Linked DNA regions of Zea mays: region 1 is linked to region 2. Evidence: chromatin contacts called from public Hi-C data. All regions are on one chromosome and are shown on one strand. Each heading gives the region's core, a stretch centred on a gene start, on an enhancer-like site or on the middle of the called end of the contact. The rest is flanking DNA. Distances are from core to core; before and after follow the strand shown. Region 1 holds the start of LOC100281686. Region 2 holds the start of LOC103633243 (WAT1-related protein At5g64700).

Region 1 (5,824 bases), core at 3,120-5,619, 190 kb after region 2:
TTTCTTGAGATTGTCACAAATATGAAATTTGACAAAGAGCCAAATTATGCCAAGCTTATCTCTCTTTTTGATGGTTTGATTGAAGCACCTGCTTCGAGACAAATCAGAAATGATGGGGCTCTCAAGGTCTGTACTAGCTATTCCCTCTCTTCATATATAGTTATATTTCTCTGTTCTTATATTTATTTGTTTCTGTACTATAGGTTGGACAGAAACGTGGAAGATTGGTTGCAGATCTAGAAGAAGATGAACAACCTAAAAAGAAGGTTAGATTAGGGAGCCCAGCGGCTCAATGGATTTCAGTTTATAATGCGAGGTGGCCCATCAAGCAGAGGTAATTACAATCATTTAATTATATCAGATGCTACAATGCATGATAGTTATGTTATACGCGCTGCATATGCTACAATGCATGATAGTTATGTTATACGTGCTGCATTTCTCTAGCAATACAAAGCTTTGTAAACATGATCATTGAGATGTGATGAACTATTATTGCTAAGCTTTGTTATCAACATCCATTGCTTGTTTCTTAGGTACCATTACAATGTGGCTGACTCGAGGCTAAGCCAACATATAGAAAAGGGCAACGATGATGGGCTTTACATTAGCAGCATGGCTTCCTCGGCAAACCTTTGGGCACTCATCATGGACGCAGGAACTGGTTTCTGTTCTCAGGTTTATGAGCTCTTACTAGTTTTCCTCCACAAGGTACAATATTATACTATCCGAGTGAAGCCTGACGACCATACCTAATAATTAATTGATTTAGCCAGGAAGCGTAACTCTATTTCTGATTATACACAGGACTGAATAATGGAGCAGTGGGAGAAAAGCTACTACATAACAGCAATTGCTGGATCATCCAACGGGAGCTCATTGGTTGTCATGTCCAAAGGTCTTGATTTGACCTTTTCTTGTCATTGCTCAGGCTTGCATATTGATCTTCCATTTCCTCACTACTTTCCCGTTAGCAGTGCAAAATCCTATTGTTTCTCTTGTATGTCATAAAGCAATCTCTATTTTAAGCCCTGTTGCGTCGCGCATTAACTATCAGGGCCTGCGATGGTAGTAATTTGGGGTAATATATTTCCACTGTTGCAGGAACTCCTTACACCCAGAAATCATACAAGGTTAGTCTATGTTAGGCAAAGGGTAATATATTTCCACTGCTCCGGACCTCCGCCTTCCCCAGCTCACACGTCAAGGTATGTCCCTTGCAGCTGCAAACCATGTGTCTTAAGAAACATCTATCTTGCCAATGCTTCAGATCTCGCTGCCATTTGCATCTCCTGTCACCGTTCCAAGCTGACCTTGCAAAAACTTCGTAGGAGAAATGGGCCAAGAACCTCTACATCGCTTCGATCTGCTACGGGCGGACCGTGTGCTGATGGCGCGCACGTGGGAAGTGGAGAGAGAATAATGGTCATCATGTTGATTATGATCAACGGCCTGATATCTTTAGGTTGGTTATATTCTCATTAGCTGCAGTTTCCATTAATAAATGGTCTTCCTTAACCTATCCTCTTGTTTCTTTTTGCAGGGGAATAATTAGATATGCGAGTGTCCATGCTCATTTGGGGCGCACTGGTAGTAGGAGGGATGATTTAGAGTCACTAGCATACACCCTTATTTTCCTGATAAGAGGAAGATTACCTTGGCAAGGCTACTAGGTAGGTTTCAATACACATGTTGACTCAACATTATGGTATTCTTCTGGAACGCCTGTCAGCCACAGCAAGCTGTGGCCGTACATGAAGTTGTTGTTCTGTTGCTAGCTGGTGCTACCCATCTTCAACGGCGCGACATACATCTACGAGGCGCACGTCCGGCGCTACTTCAAGATCAGCAGCTACGTGAGCCCCAGCTACAGCGAGCACCACCGCCGGGTGCTGCAGATGACGAGCCTCAACGCGCGCAAGTCCGTTGAGCGCTTCATCGACACGCACGGGCCCGACGCGCTCGACAGGATCATCCGAGTTGTGAGTTCTTTCTTCTTCGTCGTCCTAGCTACACGCCTTGTTTTTTTGGTTTCCCTGACGGAGAAGCATTTGAAACTGGTGTAGGCTGAGCAGGAAGCCAAGAGGACCTAGCAGCTTAGCATGCGCTGTACAGTTATCGCTCGTGTGAATTACTTTGTGTAGTGCAGACATGGTACGTGTGCGTGTTTGTTTGATACTCCAATGACTTAACTCAAAGGTGTGGTCTTTGTATCCAAGGACTTAACTCAAAGGTGTGGTCTTTGTATCCATTGGTATTGAGCCATTTGTCAAAGAGCGGTATATGAAACAAATGCTTGGTGTTTGTAGCTTTGTTATTGAAATAAGTCTTCCCATCCATGTAGAGCAAAAGAGATTTATAGAGAAGGCAGAGGAAGAAAAAACATTTAAGAAATAGAAGTATGAGAAGATAATAAAAGCAGCTGAAAAGCAAGCTGTTGTTGAAAAAGGAGCACCTGATGTGCAGACATGAAAATATTTTAATATATATAGCGCAGGAATATATATACTATATACATATTTTTTTCTCATTGTCTTTGACTGAAAACAACATGCATATGCAATTTTTTTAAAAGTAAAACAATATTTTAAATGCACATATATTTGTTGTCTTCTAAAATAAGGGACCAACAATTTCATTTGCATATGATGATATTATTATTATTAAGCATGTGGCTTTGAATATTAATGTTTCAATTGGATCTTACTGCTACCGCGCTCGAAGACTAGATCCAGGGCTTCGAGGACGAGCCTCCTCTTTGGAGGAGGTTGGCCTCGCCGGGCCGCTGGAGTCCGCTGGCGCCGTGCTCGACAGCCAGATCTAGGGGCTTCGAGGATGAGCTAGATGAAGGCTTCTGTAGCTACTCGCCAGAGGACACTGTCACATCCACGTGGGACAATGACGTCTACGATGCTGGCATATTCCTGTTCACGTTTGGCGATAATACATGCGGGCCACCAGATCTCACGCACTGTACCACGAGACCATTTCGGTCGTCTGATGACTAACTGTTATCTATATCACCATCAGATGTTCAACCATGTAATTGATGTGTACTAATATTTAATCAAATAATTTATGTGCCGTCGCAACAAAGCTAAATAATTTTTGTTGTTCCGTATCTATGTTTTATATTAATTTTTAACTTCCATGACAATGTACGGGCACATCACCAATATGTTCGTTCGGATTTGAAAGTTGATGTTTGTGCTACTTATTTGGTCTAGGAACTAGATTTTTCTACATTCGTTCGGATTTAGATTGAACAATGTTCCTTTGTATATTAACAAAGAAAAACCGTAGCAATGCTCCTTCGGATATGAACAAAGAAAAACCGTAGCAACGCACGGGCATCATACTAGTTATATTTTAAGACATTTAGTAACACTAAAGTATTTCTTAATCATGTATAATCTAATTTAAGAAACTTTGATGATTATTTAAGTCATTTTCTTTTTTTCTCTTAGTTATTCACTCGTTCAGCAATGTGGTACACATCTCTGTTTAATTAAGTTATTTTGTTACCGTTTTGGTCATTACATTACAGCTTTAATCATTTCTTTACAATTTCGGTCATTTTATTACTGTTACAATTTAATCGTCCAGTCAAAACACGAGACACACAGTAGTCCATTTGAGCATGTGGATTGATCAGGTACGACAACGCCCAATTAGAGCATGGGACACACGGTGGATGGTTTAGAATGTATGGGGGCTGATCTGCACATCAGTGATTGTTTGGGTCGGTCATGCCTCACCCTATGTGATGAATAGTGTTGTATGCCGTCTATATTATAGAACACTCAAATCTTTCTGCTCTCATCCATTTTTGTCTTGGACAGAAACAAAAATTAGCTAATTCGATGTGGCTTTAATTCACTTGAATTCTACTTTTTTACAGTATTTTCTTATATAGATTGCAGCAGGAGCAGGAGTGCAGGACGATCAGTTGGCTGAATATCATCGTCCTGCGAACTGCCGCACCATTTTCTAATCCGCAGCAGTTTTAAGCTATGACCTCCATTTTTGTCCTGCTTCCAACTTCCAACTTCCAACAGCCTCGCATACTGCTGTAGTAGTGCTGCCTTCTATACATGGACGGAAAGAGTTAAATCAACCTATAACTATTACAAGCTTACAGCTCCAGCAAAGCACCGCAGGTTATGATGAATCAAAAAAGTGAAACCCGTTAGTTAAAATAGTTAACGGATAATAACTGCCATACCTACCGACGAAATCCACAATATACTAGTATTCTATAGATAGCAACGCGTCGGAGTCGGAGTGAAGCTGTCCATTTCCCACCAACCCAAACTCGTACCGTCCAAGACGGGGCAAAGAATGCCCGGGGAAGCCGGCGAGCTGGAGCGTGGCGGCAGCTTGGAACCGGTCGTCCTCCTCCCTCCCCGTCGCTCCCGACCTCTTCCTCCTCCTAATTTAATCCCACCCGGCCTCCCCGTTCTCCCCGACCGCATCCCCCCTTAACCTCCCTTCCTCCTCCTCCTCCTGCGGTCCCAACTCCCATACTTCGGTTCAGGAGGCAGGCAGGCAGGAAGGCAGGTTCGAGGGGGGATTGGCTCCGCTCCTGCTCCATTGCGCGCGATCGGGCTCGTTCTTGTGATCTATCTAGCCGTTTCTTGGGTCAGTGCTGGAAGGTCAAACTGTTGGTGGAAACCTCACCGGGGTGCTTCAACGAACGCGAAGGTGTCGCTGTCATTTAGCGCGTCTTGATTGGATTTGACCTGTTGGCCTGGTGGCGTGTTGTCGTTGATTGAGCTCGAGGATGATGAAATGGGGGCTCAGCAGCGGCACGCCCGCGGATTCCTACTACGAGGTACGGTCAGATTGCACGGACGGTGTGCCCAAGAGCAAGTTCAAGATCAAGGTCTGTTTTTTCTACCTTCATATGTCTGTCTTCTCTTTCATTATGTATCCGTCAATTTTGATTCTGGTGTGACGATGGCTACATTGAGCGTTGAGCTTCCCTGGTGCCAATGCTAATTAGATAAATTTTCACCATATATTGCTATCAAATTATATACGTTTTCTTAGCAGTGCACCACCATAAATTTAGAGTTGGCTTTGCCTAGTGTTGGTGTAATGCAAGATGGAGAATCTGTTGGTTCATTGCTGCAATAAGCCAATAACTCATCTTTCATCTGCTCTGTAAATTGCTGGCTTGATAAAGAAGGGATGTTTTTGCAGTACTACTAGCATCAATCTTCGTCCTTGTCTTAATAGTATCCCATTCCATGCCTTATCAGCACCAAATAGATGAGCCCACTCAATACATTCAGTTCTTTCATAACTCTTTTGTAGCCAAATCTCTGCTACAGAATCCAAGTTTCTCAGTTTATATAATAGTTTCAATTAGGTCAGATCGAAGACAAAGAGTTTTGGTGCAAGCTTACTTACTCCTATATCAATATTGATAGCATTTTTACATGTGCTGTTGAGGACTTGATGTCACACTTGTTCTTTTGTCTACAAAAACACAATCATTTCTTGTTCCAAACAACTATATCTTATCTACTCCATTTCAGGCTGGCAAAACATTAAGTGCTCGGAAATGGCAGGCTGCATTTAGTCCCGATGGCTGTCTTGATATTGCCTCAGTCCTAAGCCGGATACAAAGAGGAGTAAGATTCCTTAGTTTCACATATGCTCCTTGTCCTACAGATATTTCTTATGTGTGTTATGCTCATTTACTAATGTTTACATACCAATCAATATGATCTATCTTCTTTTAGGGTGTCCATCCGACAGTCAGAGGAGAGGTCTGGGAATTCTTACTTGGTTGTTTCGATCCCAGAAGTACCTTTGA
Region 2 (5,750 bases), core at 384-2,883:
GAAGACGAGGCTCAGCGGCATCGACATGGACAGGAACACGGGACCTCTCTTCTCGATCACCCAGATCTGCAGGTAGTACGAGATCGCCGCCACGACGACGCCCTGGAAACGAAGAGCGGCACCAGCACTCAGCGTACAATCAACAAGGCTGGCCTGGCCAACGGATCAAGACGCGTTCGGTTATACCGTGAAGAGCACGGATGCGAGGCTGACGGGGCCGGCGAGCTTCCACCGCGACAAGTCCCTCTCGAGGACAAGGGCGATGGCCAGCGACTGGACGCTCGCGAACGCGCACTGCAGCGTCGTGTTCAGGAGCTTGGAAGGGTACTCCAGCAGCAGGGGCCCCTGCTTCACCGTCCAGAGAGACCATATCACGACCGACGTTGTCATCAGGAAGATCCCCAGAGCCCACTCCCTGCTGGAATGGTGGACCTGCGCGGCGGCCGCGCCCGCGTGCTGCTTCAGCAGCTGCTGGTGGTTCGGCGACTTGAGCTGGGGGCCCTGGTACAGCGCCAGCACGATGACGCCGGCGACGCAGAGGAGTATCCCGCAGGCTTTGGCTATGCCATGGACGCTCCTGAGCTTCAGGGTCTCCATCCTGTCCATCGCAGACAAACGAACGACGAGCGTCAGTCAGTAGCTGGCTAGCTGCTGCTACTACTGAAACGGCTAGCTACCACAAGACACGAGTAATGCGACTAATCGATCATTAAGCTGGATCAGTGAGTGACCTGAACATGACGGCCAAGAGGAAGGCGACCACCGGCACGATGTTGAAGATAGCCGACGAAGAGGTGGCCGAAGCATATTTCAGGCCAATGCAGTACAGGTTGATCGTTCCAGCCATCCTGATCCAACGAACGCGAACCGCTCAGTGTTTCCAGCGACAAGAACAGAGACAATAATCTGCCTCGGCCAAAACTAGCTAGCGCGTGCTGAAAATTCGCCAACATACATACCCGTAGAAGCCGTGAGCAAAGATCTTCATGCAGAGCCTCAAGTTCAGAGGTGGCGCCGGTCGCTTCCTGCAACAGCAGAGAACACCAGATGAGCTGAGCTGCTACTATCTTACTCTTACCATTCGCGGCGACTTGACAGAGAGCAACGCACACATGCGTATACAGATTTACTGTTTGCCAGTAGATTAATTAATCGATTATATAGTGGAGCTGGCTCCTATGACTTGCTCGCTAGCTTCGTCGTCCTTGCATGCATGAGCATGGCCGAAGATAAACGGGTACCTACCTGATCTCAAGGAAGGCGAAAGGCAGCAGGAAGACGGCCGCGACGGCGTGCCGGTAGAAGACGAAGACGGTGGTGCTCGTGCCTTCGTTGAAGGCCGCCTTGGTGAGGATGTGCATCCCCGCGTAGATGAGCCTGATGAGCACCACCGTGGCGTACACCTTGCCGTTGCCGCTACCCATGGAGGCTACCCACTACACAGTACAGGACAAGGATCGGTGGCGCATCAACACTGCCGCTGTGCCTGCCCCAGAGCTCACTTAGCGCCGCTATATATACGCGAGGACGGCGACGAGCCAGCCAGGTTCGTTTGTGTGAATTGCCAGGACTGCATAAAGAGAGTATAAAGTGACATGGAAGAGCGGGGGCTGAAAGTTCTCTGCATGTTCATGCATGCGTTCCGGACAACAGAAATATCAAGCAGCACAGTGATCGAGATTTATAGAGGCATTTCTTTTTCTCCCTTAAAAGATACCAAGTTTTTTTTTTGCTCTGTTGTTTGCTGCTGCAAAATTTAGCATTACAAGATATATATCTGCTTTCGAGACGATGGACAGCATTAGTTCTTTTCTTTCTTAATCAAAAAAAGAAGGATGGATCTTAATTGCCCAAGTGGTCATGATGCTTATACTACAAAACATTCAGTAGTGCGGCTGGCCACAGACGAATAATAACCCAGCTGCCACTAGAATAAGTAGAACACAAGTTTGTTGGATAAAAAGCCTCCTAATTTGTGGCATGCATGGGTTTGTTTATGGAAAAGGTGTTCATGGGAGAAGCTTCCCTGAACTCCTGGCATGGTTTACTTTTTATAAGAAAGGTAATCACGTGCTCTGCCGTCAAATTGATTAAGGTTTTGCGATGACTGATGTTTTTTATATCAACCAGAAGTCTTCATTAAGAAGACATTTTTCTAGCGCCTACAAGTAATGAAAAAAAAGAATGAACCCCATCCAAGGAAAGAGAATATCAAAGGTAACAGCTACCTTTCCTTAAAGGGGACATATCTTGTGCACATGGAAGATTGATGCACATGGTGCACATATTAAATCATCACCACTCATTTTAGATCTAACGTCTCTAGTTGATCATTCAATTTACAAATAACACCTTCCACCACTACACACCACCACATTGGAGGTGTTCTCAGCAAAATATACCAAATAACTAGAGACGTTAGATCTAAAATGAGTGGTGATGATTTAATATGTGCACCATGTGCACCAATCTTTCATGTGCATTAGATATGTTCTCTTCCTTAAAAAAAGATGGAATATCTCTTTGACAGATAATAATTTTCTCGGAGGCGAAATTGAAGGATCAAAGGATATTTCATTACCTTGGCAATTGTAAGATGCCTCCAAGGAAATATACATGTATAATTCTTGAGTCCTAACTCATCAAACCCCCAAGATAATGACATATTTACTTGCATGCTATTGAGAACCGCCAAAGCAGTTTTATATTTTAACGAGTTATTATAAGAGCATCTCCAAGAGACTAGCTAAATAGTTTGTCAAGCTAAATTTTAGCTATTTAATAACGAAATAGCTCTCCAACAGACTAGCCATTTAAATTGCCAAATTATCCGGCTCTCTAAATTGACTCTCTTACTAGCCAAATTTGGCTAGCAACTTTCGCTAGCCAAGCTAAATTACATGTTCGAGAATATGTTGGAATGAGATGTTATATATATATAGTTTAATTTTTATGAAGAGACAAATACAGAGTAAAATATAGAGTCAAAAGTAAAAAGTATCTTGGAGATGCTCTAAATCACCAAAGTAAATCAACATTTTTCTTAGCTATTATTCCATACTTCCAAGAAAATGTATAGGTATAATTGGAAACCACCAAGACATTCCTAAATCCTTGAGTAAATTGTTGTGCTTGTGCATGTCAAGAAAAAAATGTTAATTTTTCTAGTCATTTCTCTTAACCACCAATACAATCGACACAATGTTGTTTTGTTGGTTAGACTGGCCCTAACGGGGAGAGAAAATATGAGGCAAATAGCTCGAATGTGCCATGCTACAGTGCTGCGTGGCAATGCAAAATGAAAGCGCATCTAACGGAGAGATATATATGGGCACACATTAGGAAAAAAGACAGTGTATTAAATGCTTATGAACAACGCGTCCATGGCTTCGGTGTGCCGTGTGCGGTCGTGCATGATGCATAGAGAAGAGAGGGTATGTAGGATATGCATTTTTTTGGCTCTCCTCGGTCGGGCATGTAAAATGCATCGTGTGTATGCATCACCTATTGTAGGCTTTTGCGTTACAACTACAGTGGCACACACGGGGCAAGGGGCAAAACAAATATGCATCTCCTTTTACATGTCCCATCTTAGGCATTGCATTTTATAGACAAATGCTTCCTTGACATATTTTTAAATGAAATGTGTTTTTTACATGGGACACACAGAGGGTATAATTTTGAGTTGTATTGGCACTTAACCAGAGATATATAGTTAGTTTTTGAATTGCTAGCATGCAACATGTTATATTTATATCAAAGTTGCATAACTCTTTGAGCTCTCCAACTTTATAGATTTAAAGTCATTTAGAGTCAAAAATTATGTTTTGAGTTCTCATATTTTTAAAATCAAAATGTCGGAATTCTCCAAATGATAGACAAAGAATATGATCTAATTCAAAGTTACAGTATTTGATGAGATATAAAACTTTTTGCATGTGAAATTGATTAGTCTTAAATATTCATTACTAGATTCAATATAGCGAATGCAAAAGGAATATATCATCCAATTTGGATTTACTTGTTTGAGCTTCGATTTTTGGACTTCTGGCTATTGTCTTTACTATTAGGTTGTGTATTAATTTTTTTTGTTTGTGAGCACACCAAAAGCCAAAAATGGTGCTCTTTGTTTGGTTGGCGAGTGAAGTGGGATGGAGCCGCTCCATTCTTCGTTTGATTGTCGAGCGAACAAAGTGGATCTAAATAAGAAATATTCCCATCAGATTGGACTAGTTCGCTAAAAACTGTGGAATCTCACTGCTCCACTTCTCCCTCTCTTTGTGGTGGGTCCAAATAGAAAATGAAATGATTCCACTCTGATCTTAAAATTTAGAATGAAGCCACTCCACCCTCCAAATTGGAAATGGACCTATTTCACTCTAGTGGTTCTCCAACCAAACGGACCAAATTTGCCTTTTAGTTTTTAGTTCCTTTTTCATAAGCTACCTTTCTAGCTTTTTGAATTCAACTCAATAGTGAGCTATTTGCTTCAGCTTCTAACTTTTAGCCAACAGAAGCCAAATAATAGATAAAACAAACAAATCCTTACTCACAAGTGACTTTGTGATGAAGTGGTAGGAGAGGCTCATGCGAGACTTTAGGTTGTGAATGATCTGGTAAGCGCATGCGCATGAAAATCGTGTGACTGGCTTAGCATAAGGTTATTTTCTTTCTTATGCATATCCTTATCGGTTGATAGAAATACCTTTACGTCATCAACCCTCAAGAAAATATAAATACCTTATACCACATCCATTTTTATTTATTTGTCGCCACATAGTTCAACTTTGTACTAACAGACGACAAATAAAAACGAATGGATGGAGTATATAGCTAGTGGTTGGTACAAATACCATAAGTCAACAACCCTAAAAAAATATGCATTCCTTAGAGGTAAGTAAATTTCCTTTGCCCTCTACTATCGATAGGGGTGAAAAATGGTCGGAATAAATTATGTTCTATACCGCTCCAGTTTTTATAGAACATTTGGCGTGCCAAATACTAGGTCATCGGCCCTGCTCCCATGACCGACATTTGACGCGCCAAGTAAGGGGAATCTGGAATATGATTCTCCTAGCCTACCGATGAAGTTCCAGCTTTGACATTCGCTGGGCGTGGGGCGGATGCATTCCGTCTCCCGGGCGGAGTTGGCCCTCCTTCCTTTGCATTTGGCTAGGTAAGGGAACTTCGCACTATGACTTCCTCTACCTACCAATGGATTTCAGGAAGGAGGCCAACATGGGCTACGACTTCGTGAACCTAACCTCACTGGAGGTGGCTTGCCGGCCGTGAGGGCCCCCCGTTGGGGCCCACCACACGTAAATGTGAGCTCTCAAGGGCACCACAAAGACCCAACACGTCGGCCACAACCCAAGATCCATGGCGTTTGTGGTAGTTAGCGTCGACCTACTACCAGGCTCCATGGCGTTCGGGGTAGCCTTCGTCGGCCATCGTCAAGCTCTGTCCTCGACCCTCATAGAGGTAGTACGATCCATTGTTTGACCTTTAGTGTTAGTGAAAGTCGCCTAGAGGGGGGGTGAATATGGCGAAATTGAAATTCTCAAAAATAATCACAACTACAAGCCGGGTTAGCGTTAGAAATATAATAGAGTCCGCGAGAGAGAGAGTGCAAAACAAATCGCAAGCGAATAATGAAGTGAGACACGCGGATTTGTTTTACCGAGGTTCGGTTCTCTCAAACCTACTCCCCGTTGAGGAGGCCACAAAGGCCGGGTCTCTTTCAACCCTTA

Evidence for each region. A called contact is a pair of places that touch in the nucleus more often than the background predicts.
Region 1: a Hi-C map of endosperm shows a contact between it and region 2, with 2.5 times the contacts expected there. The contact joins the promoter of LOC100281686 here to the promoter of LOC103633243 in region 2. A contact is called at or near these places in 7 of 25 Hi-C or Micro-C datasets (bundle sheath, ear, endosperm and 2 more).

What each region holds. Positions count from the first base shown.
Region 1 is chr7:163,029,754-163,035,577 of Zm-B73-REFERENCE-NAM-5.0, forward strand. LOC100281686 reads left to right here and starts at 4,370. Exons shown (of 11, transcript NM_001154606.2): 1 at 4,370-4,885; 2 at 5,544-5,639; 3 at 5,751-5,824. The coding sequence starts at 4,784. LOC103634319 (casein kinase 1-like protein HD16) reads left to right here. Exons shown (of 6, transcript XM_020540922.3): 3 at 1-126; 4 at 204-334; 5 at 537-711; 6 at 808-1,023. The coding sequence ends at 813.
Region 2 is chr7:162,847,303-162,853,052 of Zm-B73-REFERENCE-NAM-5.0, forward strand. LOC103633243 (WAT1-related protein At5g64700) reads right to left here and starts at 1,634. Exons shown (of 6, transcript XM_008654940.4): 1 at 1,246-1,634; 2 at 960-1,025; 3 at 732-848; 4 at 187-598; 5 at 1-102. The coding sequence starts at 1,424.